Linked DNA regions of Mus musculus: region 1 is linked to region 2. The links are chromatin contacts, called in public Hi-C maps. All regions are on one chromosome and are shown on one strand. The core of a region is the stretch at or near the end of the contact, and the rest is flanking DNA. Distances in the headings are between cores, read along the strand shown. Region 1 holds the start of Psen1 (presenilin 1). Region 2 holds the start of Eif2s1 (eukaryotic translation initiation factor 2, subunit 1 alpha).

Evidence for each region. Hi-C and Micro-C count contacts between places; a contact is called where the count stands out from the background.
Region 1: a Hi-C map of CD8 T cells shows a contact between it and region 2, with 3 times the contacts expected there. The contact joins the promoter of Psen1 here to the promoter of Eif2s1 in region 2. A contact is called at or near these places in 2 of 484 Hi-C or Micro-C datasets (CD4 T cells and CD8 T cells).

Annotation. Positions count from the first base shown.
Region 1 is chr12:83,685,791-83,690,872 of GRCm38.p6, forward strand. Psen1 (presenilin 1) reads left to right here and starts at 2,362. Exons shown (of 12, transcript NM_001362271.1): 1 at 2,362-2,503.
Region 2 is chr12:78,860,661-78,866,017 of GRCm38.p6, forward strand. It overlaps Eif2s1 (eukaryotic translation initiation factor 2, subunit 1 alpha), which reads left to right and starts at 1,412. Exons shown (of 8, transcript NM_026114.3): 1 at 1,412-1,520. Atp6v1d (ATPase, H+ transporting, lysosomal V1 subunit D) reads right to left here and starts at 978. Exons shown (of 9, transcript NM_023721.2): 1 at 759-978. The coding sequence starts at 799.

The DNA.
Region 1 (5,082 bases), core at 1,112-3,611, 4.8 Mb after region 2:
GGTAGTTGTACCCAATTATAGAAACTGAGGAAACATATTTTGATTTCTAGGCGATATTCTAAATAAAGGCAAATTTTTCATTGAAAGATATTTCTGTAGGAAATCATTAAGTTTCTGTGAGCAAAAGTGAATTCTGGTCATATGCAAATATTACTTACCTTGGAGTCATTGTTAGGAAAACCTGGCCTGATTGACTAGGTCCTGGCTTCTAGTGACTGCATTCCTAGTCTTGCCTTGCAGGCTCCTCTCCTAAGTGACCTAGTCAATCAGGCCAAGTCATTTCCTGCTTCACTCATTAGTTGCTACTGGGTTTTCTCATCTTCCTATTGCCAGGTTTTGAATAATGGGGAAAATAAATGCTACACTGCAGAAATTCTCACTATTCTTTGGCACTGTTTGGTCATTCTTAGGTTTTAGTGTTTCTAGACCCTCAATGCTATATTACATTGAAAAAATAGAAAATTATTTAGTATGTGCCTTTCAAATGTCTCAGATCTTATTCACATAGTTAGAAGTGTTGTGTGCCTTGATATTTCCGTGGGTGCCCGAGTGGGATACATTAGCTTCTCTTGGCACTCTATAAACATTGTCTGTCTATTTGATATTCATTGGTGGTTAATGTTTAATCACCTTTGCCCTTCCCTGGTGTCAGTCTTCCCATGTCATTTATGTAATATTTGTGTTTATATCCCTAAAAAGGAATATAGAAAACAGAAGTATCTGTAGTCTACTCAGTTCCTGTCCCCCCTCCCCTTTGAGGGTTTACTTTTACAAGAATCTATTGGAACACTGAGTGTAAATACAACTGCCATTTTTGTCCATTAGACAGTTCTCTTGCTCATAGCTTTCATTCATGAGTATTTTTTTTAAGATTTATTTATTTATTATATGTAAGTACACTGTAGTTGTCTTCAGACGCACCAGAAGAGGGCGTCAGATCTCATGGTTGTGAGCCGTCATGTGGTTGCTGGGATTTGAACTCAGGACTTTTGGAAGAGTAGTCAGTGGTCTTAACCACTGAGCCATCTCACCAGCCCCATTCATGAGTTTTATAACCTAGGTGAACTAAGATTTGTTGTAGGACAGTGAGATTTTTTTATATATATACCAGTACTCCACGAACATCTTTGCACAAAAATGTTTGTCGAAATTGCTTCTCTGTATAGTTTACAGCATTTGCCATTCTACCAAAAGATCGCAATTAATGTAGTTTGCAAATGGCTTTTAGTCTATGCTTGTTTAGCAAGTGTATTGAGCTTGTTCTGTACTGTCTACAATTTTCTGCCTTCTTCCCATATAAGTAAATGATTGAGGGTATAAGTAAATGATTGAGGGAAAACTACCCAAGGTTATGCTATGTCTCCTCCCAGTTGCCATTCCGCTGGCGGAAAAGACTAAAGTATCAAGATCTTAAGCATGAAAATAGTGAAGTCTGAGTTTATTGAAGCAGGGTTGAGAATGTTGGGAGAAAATGGAGATGGATGCTCTACTATTTAGAACGAGGCCTTCTGGGAAGTAGAAAAAAGGAAGTTTGACCCAGTGTATCTTAGTTTGACCTGTAATTTGCTAGGAATCCCAGTCCGATTTCAACTCACTGTCCTGCCCCATCTCCTCCTGAGTGTTATGATTTCAGATACAACACCATCCCGATGTATTTGTCTCTGTTGGGAGTAGAATCTAGTTCCTCGTGTGTGCTCCTTAAGCACATTAGCCGTTTTCTGGTTATTTGGGATTATGAATAATTTCTCTGTTGTTTTTTGCCCAAGTGAAATGTGTGGTGTGCTGTTGATAATTGTCTCTCCGATTAAGGAAAATCTGAGGGATGTAAAAATCAAGATAGGAAACATTCTTTGCTTTCTAGAAGCTTGCCATCTGGGAAGACTTTCAGACTCGGAACCTAGACTAATAGGATATTTCTCAGGTTCTGTTTACCCACCAATCGCTTTGGTTTATTGAGAGTACAAACAGTAAATTTTATCCGTTTTGAGGAACTGTTCAAATAAATACTGTGGAGAAATGGGAAGTGTTGGATTTAAAATGTCACTACAAAACAAGGCACGGTGTCCCCACACATGGAAACCAAATAAATAGGTTCAAGCCCATCCTTTCCTACAAGGTATGTTTGATACCGGCAGGGAACGCTCGAATCGCAGTCTCAACCAAAAACAAGGGAAAATGTCACTTGTAGACTGGAAGAACGCTAGACGCGCCTCAAACCCTAGAGAGGCCTCAGGTCGCGCACATCCTTACATCTATGCGAGTGGATTAGGCCAGCTCCAGCCCCCAGCCCTCGTGGCCTGCGCGCGCCACCGGAAGCTCCGTCCCCTCCCGGGTCTAGGGGCCAACGTCGCCGAGGCCGGAAGTTGCGACACCGGTGAGACCTCTAGGGCGGGGCCTAGGACGACCTGCTCCGTGGGCCGCGAGTATTCGTCGGAAACAAAACAGCGGCAGCTGAGGCGGAAACCTAGGCTGCGAGCCGGCCGCCCGGGCGCGGAGAGAGAAGGTGCGTGCCCAGGGTGTGCGGGGCGGAGGGTGTCTCTGCCGGTCGTGTTCACCGTCGCCTGCCTGCCGGGGGTCCGGGCGGGCCTGTGTCTCCGAGGGCCGCGCTGCGGGCGTCTCTAGGGATGAGGGGCGGGGTCCAGGCGGGCGGAGATCGAGGAACCCCGCGTGGGAAACGGGGTGAAGCCGGTTTCTCGGAACCCAGCCGGGGCCAGACTGAGAGCAGCCTTCTCCGAGCTTTGGTACCCCGGAAGTGCTGGCTTCCCCGGGCGGCCGGGAGCAGATGGCTGGCATCAGGGGTGGCCTCTCGATCAGAGTGGAGCTAGAGATAGAGGAAGCGCCCTAGGCTGGGTCGCCTTGAGCAACTGGTGAAACTCTGCGTCTGGTGCCCCGAGTGTGTCATAGTCCAGAAGTGAGTGAGTGGCACTCGGGGCTAACTTCTCAGTGTGTCTGTTGGCAGGCGAAGAGTCGTATGGCGCTTGTTCTTTCTTCAGAACTGTCACGATGCATGTGTCTGACGCTTGTAGGCGCCTTTAGTGTTTGCTAGTTCTTCCCTTTCACGTTTTCAAATGTGGCACTGCCGCGAACAGAGGCTCAGGCACATCCGCCTGGTAGTGGAGGACGGAGTGCATGAGACAATTGAGGTAACTTTTTACATAACTAGGAGAAATGAGAGTTCCAGTAACAGAAACGTAGAAGAAACGTGAGCAGGACAGGCGATCTGTTCAACTAACGCATAAGATTGACTGGGTTCAAGTTTGGAGAATGAGAGAGAAATAAGGAAGTTAGGCAGTGGTTTGGAAATAGTACTTTTGAAGTGACAGCGGGTGAAGATGGCCTGAGGTCAGAGCTGTAAACTGTAAACATGGGTCACTTAAGTAGATTTGCTGTTTGATGTTGGAGCAGAGAACTGGGTGGACACTTAGGGAACACAACAAAGAGCCAGGTAGAAGGAGGACAACGAGGCTGCTGAGGAGGACGAATGCAGAAACCACAATAGTGCAGTGTCACAGAAGCTGAGAAACACGGAAGCTTCAGGGAGCATTGTCAGCGATAGGAATGAAAGGCCTGGTGTTGTTTTAGAAGGATCTCTGTACCATTGTACCCTTGAAAGATGAGCGTGAACCACAAATACTAGTTTTAAATGTTCCCACAGACACTTTTTTAAAAAATTTTTTAGAGGTTTATTTATTTATTATATGTGAGTACATTGTAGCTGTCTTCAGACACCCCAGAATAGGGCATCAGATTTCATTACGGATGTTTGTGAGCCACAATGTGGTTGCTGGAATTTGAATTCAGGACCTTCAGAAGAGCAGTCAGTGCTCTTAACAGCTGAGCCATCTCTCCAGCCCCACAGACACATTTTTAAAGGTAACAAGAAGCAGTTGAAATTAGTCTTAATGATTTGTTAATCCAGTGTAGCTAACAGTTTCATTTTTAACAGGAAATCCGTGTCAAATTAACTTGTCCTCTCTAGATAGTTAGGAGGCTCTTCAGTGACCAGAAGCAACCCCTGACTACAGTATCCCCAGCACCTGGCACAGTGTTTCCTTGTCTAAAAGAAACCTGATTCCTATTTGCTGCTCCAAGAATCCCTATTTGGTTTTCAGATGTCTTTTCCAGTTCCTTGTTTGAGTGAAAGCAGAAAGAATTTATGCAAGTTAATTAGATGTAAATATTCGTTTTTAATTTAAAAATACTTGTATTCCATCCATTTCCACAGAAGGTAGAGACATTGACTCACAATAAAAATAACTTCATTACAGAATTATTAAAATAACTTTGGGTTGAGTCTTTATAATTTCCAGGTATAGGCGGTGCTTTAGGAGTCCCAGCTACTTGGAAGGCTGAGCTGGAAAATCACGGCCAGCCTGGATAACAGAGATGGTGAATGACTCGAGAGTAGAGCGAATTCATCCACCTGATCTAACCTAGGATGGCCTGTAGTCTGTTTGACAGTACAGATAGAGACCATGTTGAGTCTTATTCTGTGGGTGTGATATGTATGTGTGTGCACCTCTACTTTATATGCAAAGCTGAAGTCTTTGCCTATATGCTCACAAATTCAGAGGCCAGAGGAGGACAGGGGGAGCGTTTCTCCACTGTTTATTGCCTTACTTAAAAAACAAAAATGTTATTTTTGTGTGCAGGGTTGGGGGGGCTTCCATAGTAATATTCGGAAGTCTGAAGTTAGCTCTCTCTTCCCACCTTTATATTAGTACTGGGTACTGAGCATAGGTCTCCGGGTATGTGGGACAAGTACCTTTACTGTCTGAGCCATCTCGAGAAGTCTCCCCCCACCCCCACCCCCACCCCCGCCCCCTGGGCCTTTTTATTTAATTTTTGTTGTTGTTTTGCTTGGTTTTGTGAGACAGGGACTCTCTGTGTAGCCCTGGCTTTCCTGGAACTCACTATGTAGACCAGGCTGGCCTGAAGTTCACAGAGATCTGCCACCACACCCAGCTTAATTTTTAAAAACTTAATTGTGTGTGTGGGAGCACGTGCGCCATGGCACACAGATGTTATAACACACATGATCACTTTATGGAATCCTTCTTGTCTACGATATGTGGGCGCTGG
Region 2 (5,357 bases), core at 162-2,661:
ATGTTAACCCAAAGCAGAAAGGCGGCCTGTAACTGAGCACATCCCAAGCAAGGGTTCAAGGAACAATTTTCTGTGGACCTTCTATGCATTAAAAAGATGCCTCCTTCATCCAGGAGACAGCCCAAATAAATACCCGCGTGACAGTGTCATGAGTGACACTTGCTAGACGTAAAGAGTGCAGTCATCACAGGGCTATAGGAATACCTCAGAAATGCAGGGATATCTTCCCACAGCAAATAACACTTGACGGGATCCAAGACTGAAACCTACAGCTGCGAGAGGGTGACACATTCAATGTCACTTTGGCTGAGGGGCCTTCTAGCTGCTTCCCTGTCACATAACTTCCCGTCTGGGAGCTTTGGTCAGACCTCAGCGTCTACATCTCAATCCTCAGCAATGATGAGCCCTGGGAGGTAGAGATGGCGCCGACGGCTCAGTTATGTAAACTCCGTGTGTGGCTCAAAGGGTGTGCGGAATGAGTGAGTAAAGGCATCGACCTCCAAAAGCTGCCAGCAGGTGAACCCCCTTTTCCTGTGGACTGGAACCACTTTCTCCGGCCTCTTCTCTCAGAAACAGCAGGGGAGGGGAGCGTTGGAAAGAAACCTCGCTCGGAACTCAGAGGAAACGAAGACCCTGGGGAAAGCTCAAGGAGCGACCCAGAAACCAAGGAACCTTGCTGGTGGCCAAGGGTACGCAGGAATGCGCGCCGGGAAGATGTGCCTGAACACGGTTGTCGCTTGTCCTAGTCTTTAACTTACATTCGCGAAGGGAAGATTTCAATCCGGTCTTTGCCCGACATCCTGACGGTGACTCGGCTCGGGCCCCCCGGCGAGACAATCGGGACCGCAACACCTCCAGAACCGGTTACCCCAGTGCCCGCCTCCACGGGAGTCAGCTGACCGGGTCACTTGACAACTGCGTTGCTAAGAGGCAACCAGGAAACCGGTTCCCACTTCCGGTTCCTGTTGGGCGAGGACTGAGGGAGGGGGAGGAGACGGAATGCCCGGATGTGGAAGCGCGCACAGTCCGGAATTCCGGGTCTCTCCACCGCCCCTCCCTCCGGCGAGTCGCCGGCACCCAGCACGCTCTGAGGGATGGGTCAGGAGAGGATCACGCTCCTCCTCTTCCTCGGCTTTCCGCCATTCGTCACAGCGCCCTCTCTTGGTTGACTAAAACTTAAAGCGATCATCCTGGAGCAAGAAACAGAAACTTACCTCTCCTTTAAACCTAGCAAGTTCCCTCCGCAAAAAAATCTATAAATACCAGGGGCAGTGACTCTTCAGCTCGTCCCTTGGTTCACACCGCCCATATTAGGAGGACCAAGACTCTATGGTTAGTGGCAACGAAGGATCCTTTTCTGTCGGCGCCTGCGCAGTGAGAGGTGGCTCCGCATGCGCGCTGGGTTGGGCGAAGCGCACGCTGAGGAGCTTCGGCGTCCGGGGTTGGTGTTCCGAGTCTCCTCGTTGCCACTAAGCAGCACGGCGTGGGACCCTACTTCGGGATTCACACATCCACTTCAGGTGACCGGCCCCGCAGCTTGCTCTCCCCGAGGATTCGCCTTGGTTTTGTCCAGTGCGGCTAGGCCCCGGGCTACCCCCCCTTTCCCGTTCTTGCGCGGGAAGTGTCTGGACCCCGTCGCCACCGCCCGCTGGTGATTTCCTGCGCCCTCTCGCCAGCCGGTGTCTGCTCCTGCGAGCCAGAAACGTGGCTGGACGGGCGGAGGAACCCCTGAAGGAACGTGGGCCAAGTAGATTTTTACAGCCTCCTTAAAGATGTCTTGTGGTGGGGAGGCCTCTGGAGAACCCTCGACTCCAGTCCCACTCCTAGTTCAAGACGATTGCTTTTACCGGACCGGAGAATTTGGGCTTTTTTTTTTTTTCTTTCTTTTATCCTTCTTTTCAGCCCCAAGATACTGCCAAAACTTTTCTCTCTGTGGAGACTGAACTTTTCGCCAAAGAAACAATAGGATAAACCACCATATTTAAGTTAAAAAAAAGTCCAAAATGGAACTATTAGTGTTGAGGTCGTTAAGTTTTCGCTCTAGCTGTGCATTTCTGTATGAGTGAATTCCTGGAATTTAAAATCAGCTGTTGAAGTTATTTGCCCTGTTTGGGTAACTGCGAAAATAAAACTGGAGTTTTGTAATTATGGACGCTGAAAGCGTAAAACTTTAGAGTTAAGTGTGTACTCGCATTGGGGCTCTTAAACACCCCCTTATATTTAGGATGCTTTAATTTCCACTAAGGAACAAACATTGTTTCTTGAAGAAAGGGTACATCAGAAAAGTCTTGATTTTTCTCCTCCTCAAGTTGTTGTTAAAGAGGTGGAGACCCTCGACAGTTCATCAAAAATGTCAGTTATGAAATTGTAGTGCTTTTTCTGTGCCTATGATGCCAGATGGTGGGCCCTGATTCTCAAAAGACTTAGTTGTACTAGTAAACTTTAGAGCTGAACAGCGTTTTCCCAGCGTGGTACATTTTATTTTGGAATGTTCATTGCCCATATCTGCTATGGTGACATGACAATGTACCGACTCTAGAAGTTAACAGGGGCAAAATACTAATAATGCAAGGTATTTGAAACTAGCTTTGAAGTGTGTTTTTGTTTGTTTACATCAGAACACATACAGTCTGTATGGCATTAACTACAGAAGTGGGATCCCTTGTGAGAGGTGTGAGGTACACATATCTTTAATCCCAGCACTGAAAATGCTTGAGGCCAGCCAGAGCTGCACAGTGAAACCCTGTCTCTAAAGGGGGGGTGGGAGAGCCCTTAACATTGTCATACTGTGTGTGATACAGGGAAACTTTGTGGATATCAGATTTTGTGTTAAAGACTTGAGTTTAGTTCTTGTTTTTAGTGTATATTATGTATCTGTCTTTGAAGTCACTTATATTTCTGTTCCTTGGTTTCCTGTTAATACTTTTTTGGGCCTTTTCAGAACACCTTGTAATCCTAATTTGTTTTCCCACTAGTACTTAATTCCCTAGGGAGGGATTTTTGTGTCAGAATTGCTTAATACTAAGTAATGACTACCCCCAAAATTGTTTTAACAGATTAAATTGCAAAATGAAAAAAGTCAGAATGCTTTGAAAATTATCAAAAAGGACTGAATAAATTCTTGATTTCTGTTTTATTGACAGAAAAAAAAAAACATGGGCTCTTTTTTAAATAATTGTTTTTATGAATTGATTTAGTCAATCAGCCAACAAGTAAGTTCTTTGTGACACGAATCCCTTTGTAGTTTCAGAATACTTTCTTTCTACTGTAAGTAATATACCATTTCATTATTTACTCCATATTCTGCAAACAGATTTGTGCCTTTTAAAGTAGTGGCCATGTTTCCATTCTGTGTTCTCTTACCCTGTTGCCTGTAACCTTTAACCAGCTGATGAAGACAAAAAGCATCACCTTTTTGGATGCTACTATTTGGAGAAATTTGCTTAATAAATATGACTAGCAGCTTTTAAATCTCCTAGCATTGTTAGACATTTTTCTACAGTGTTTATTTTGATGCTTACTTTGGAAGTCTTTGTTTAATTCCCGAGTTTTCTCTATACAGATATTTGAAAGCATTTGCATTCCCTCCCTTAAGAGAAGCTCTGTTTAAAAAATGGAACTGCTGTTTCCAAATGAGTATTCTAGCTGAGTAGATACTTTCTTTTATTTACTAAATCCCTGTTTTGTTGAGCAGAGGAGAAATGAATCCGCCACATGTTACTTTTAGATAAACAGTACTTTCACTTCTGTCCTGGTAGTTTGGCCGAGTATGTGATACATACGTCCAACACTTGAGTGTCTATCAGGGTTACTTTTTGATCGTGTTAGATGTTGCTAAGATATTTGTTAATATAGTCTAATTTTAAGAGCACAAATAGTTCAAAATTTAATAGGCTCAAATTTTGACTTCCACCACATATCAGTATATAAAGGGGCAAGTTGCTCAGCCTGCACCTCCATTTCCTTATCTTCAAATAGGGAGAACTAGAGAGAACGTGGTATGTCAAAGAGCTAGGCAATGGCCAGATCATGTAATAGTCATACTGATAGAAACAGATGCGCAAGTGCCACATACATCTTCCCAGTTGGTAGTGGGACTATGTGCATGTCTGGTTGTTGGGGGTGGGGGTGTTTGTTTATTTATTTTTCGGGGCAGGGTTTCTCTGTATAGCCCTGGCTGTCCTGGAACTCACTTTGTCAGCCAAGCTGGTCTCAAAACTCATAGATCTGCCTAGAAAGTAAGTTACTAAAATGTCACATTTATTTTCTTAGGCCTTTGGGCGATAGTTACTACCTATCTTCTGAGTTCTGACAACAGTAAGTAGGTTATGATTAATAAGAAAACATAAAAGTCCTCACCTACAATTAAGGTCTCAGGACTTCCTTTTTAAAGTAGAGTGCTAACTGGTATGATTTCCAACATATGGATTATTAAAGAGAAGGTGCTGGGTACTTTGGGTGGATCAAAGGGAATGATTTTAAGTATCTTTAGTGCATGGAGATTAAAAGACACTTGAACTGTAGAGATTTATAAAGCTCTTCTCAAGAATAGGCATATATCAAAATAAAAATAGAAAAACGGGTGATGAAGTACTTCCCTAGGAAGGATAAGGCCCTACCTCATCAAACTGTTGGAGAATAATATAAGTTAGAAATAATGACTGAATTATGTCATTTGGGTTTTGGTTGGTTGTTTTATTTTTGTTTTGTTTTTGGAGACAAGGATTTTCTGGGTAGCCTTGGCTACCCAAAACTCACTGTAGACTGGGCTGGCCTCAGACTCAGTGATCTGCCTGACTCCAATTGCTAAGTGCTGGGATTAAAGGCATGCCCTGCCACCACCACTCAGCCTTAACTCATTTGTTTTAAAAGGAAATAAAATATGAAGTCATTTTTTATTTTATGAGTGTTGTACTTGCATGTATGTCTGTGTACCATGCATGTTCTTGCAGTGCCCACAGAGACCAAAAGAGGGCATCGGATCCCCTTGGATGGGAGTTACAGATTGTGGGCCATCATGTAGGTTCTAGACATGGAATCAGCATTTGCTGGAAGAGCATCTTGTGTTCTCAACCATTGAGGCATCTCTCCAGCCCCTTAATAAAGTTTTATTTTGTGATACTGTAATTTTAGCTACAGTGATTAGACTAGGGGTGCAGCTAATGAGAGGCAAGTCAGGAAAGCTTTGCTTAGTGTGTAAATAGAAACTCGGCATAGTCTGCCGCATCACAGGCAAGATTGTAACATTTGGCTCAACGTTGGTTAAGGTTTAAGTGATCAGTCTTCCCTTTGGACATTATGTGGTAGCTAGCATCTGCCATCTGAGCTGACTTAGACAGAGTAGCTTAGGTAATGTT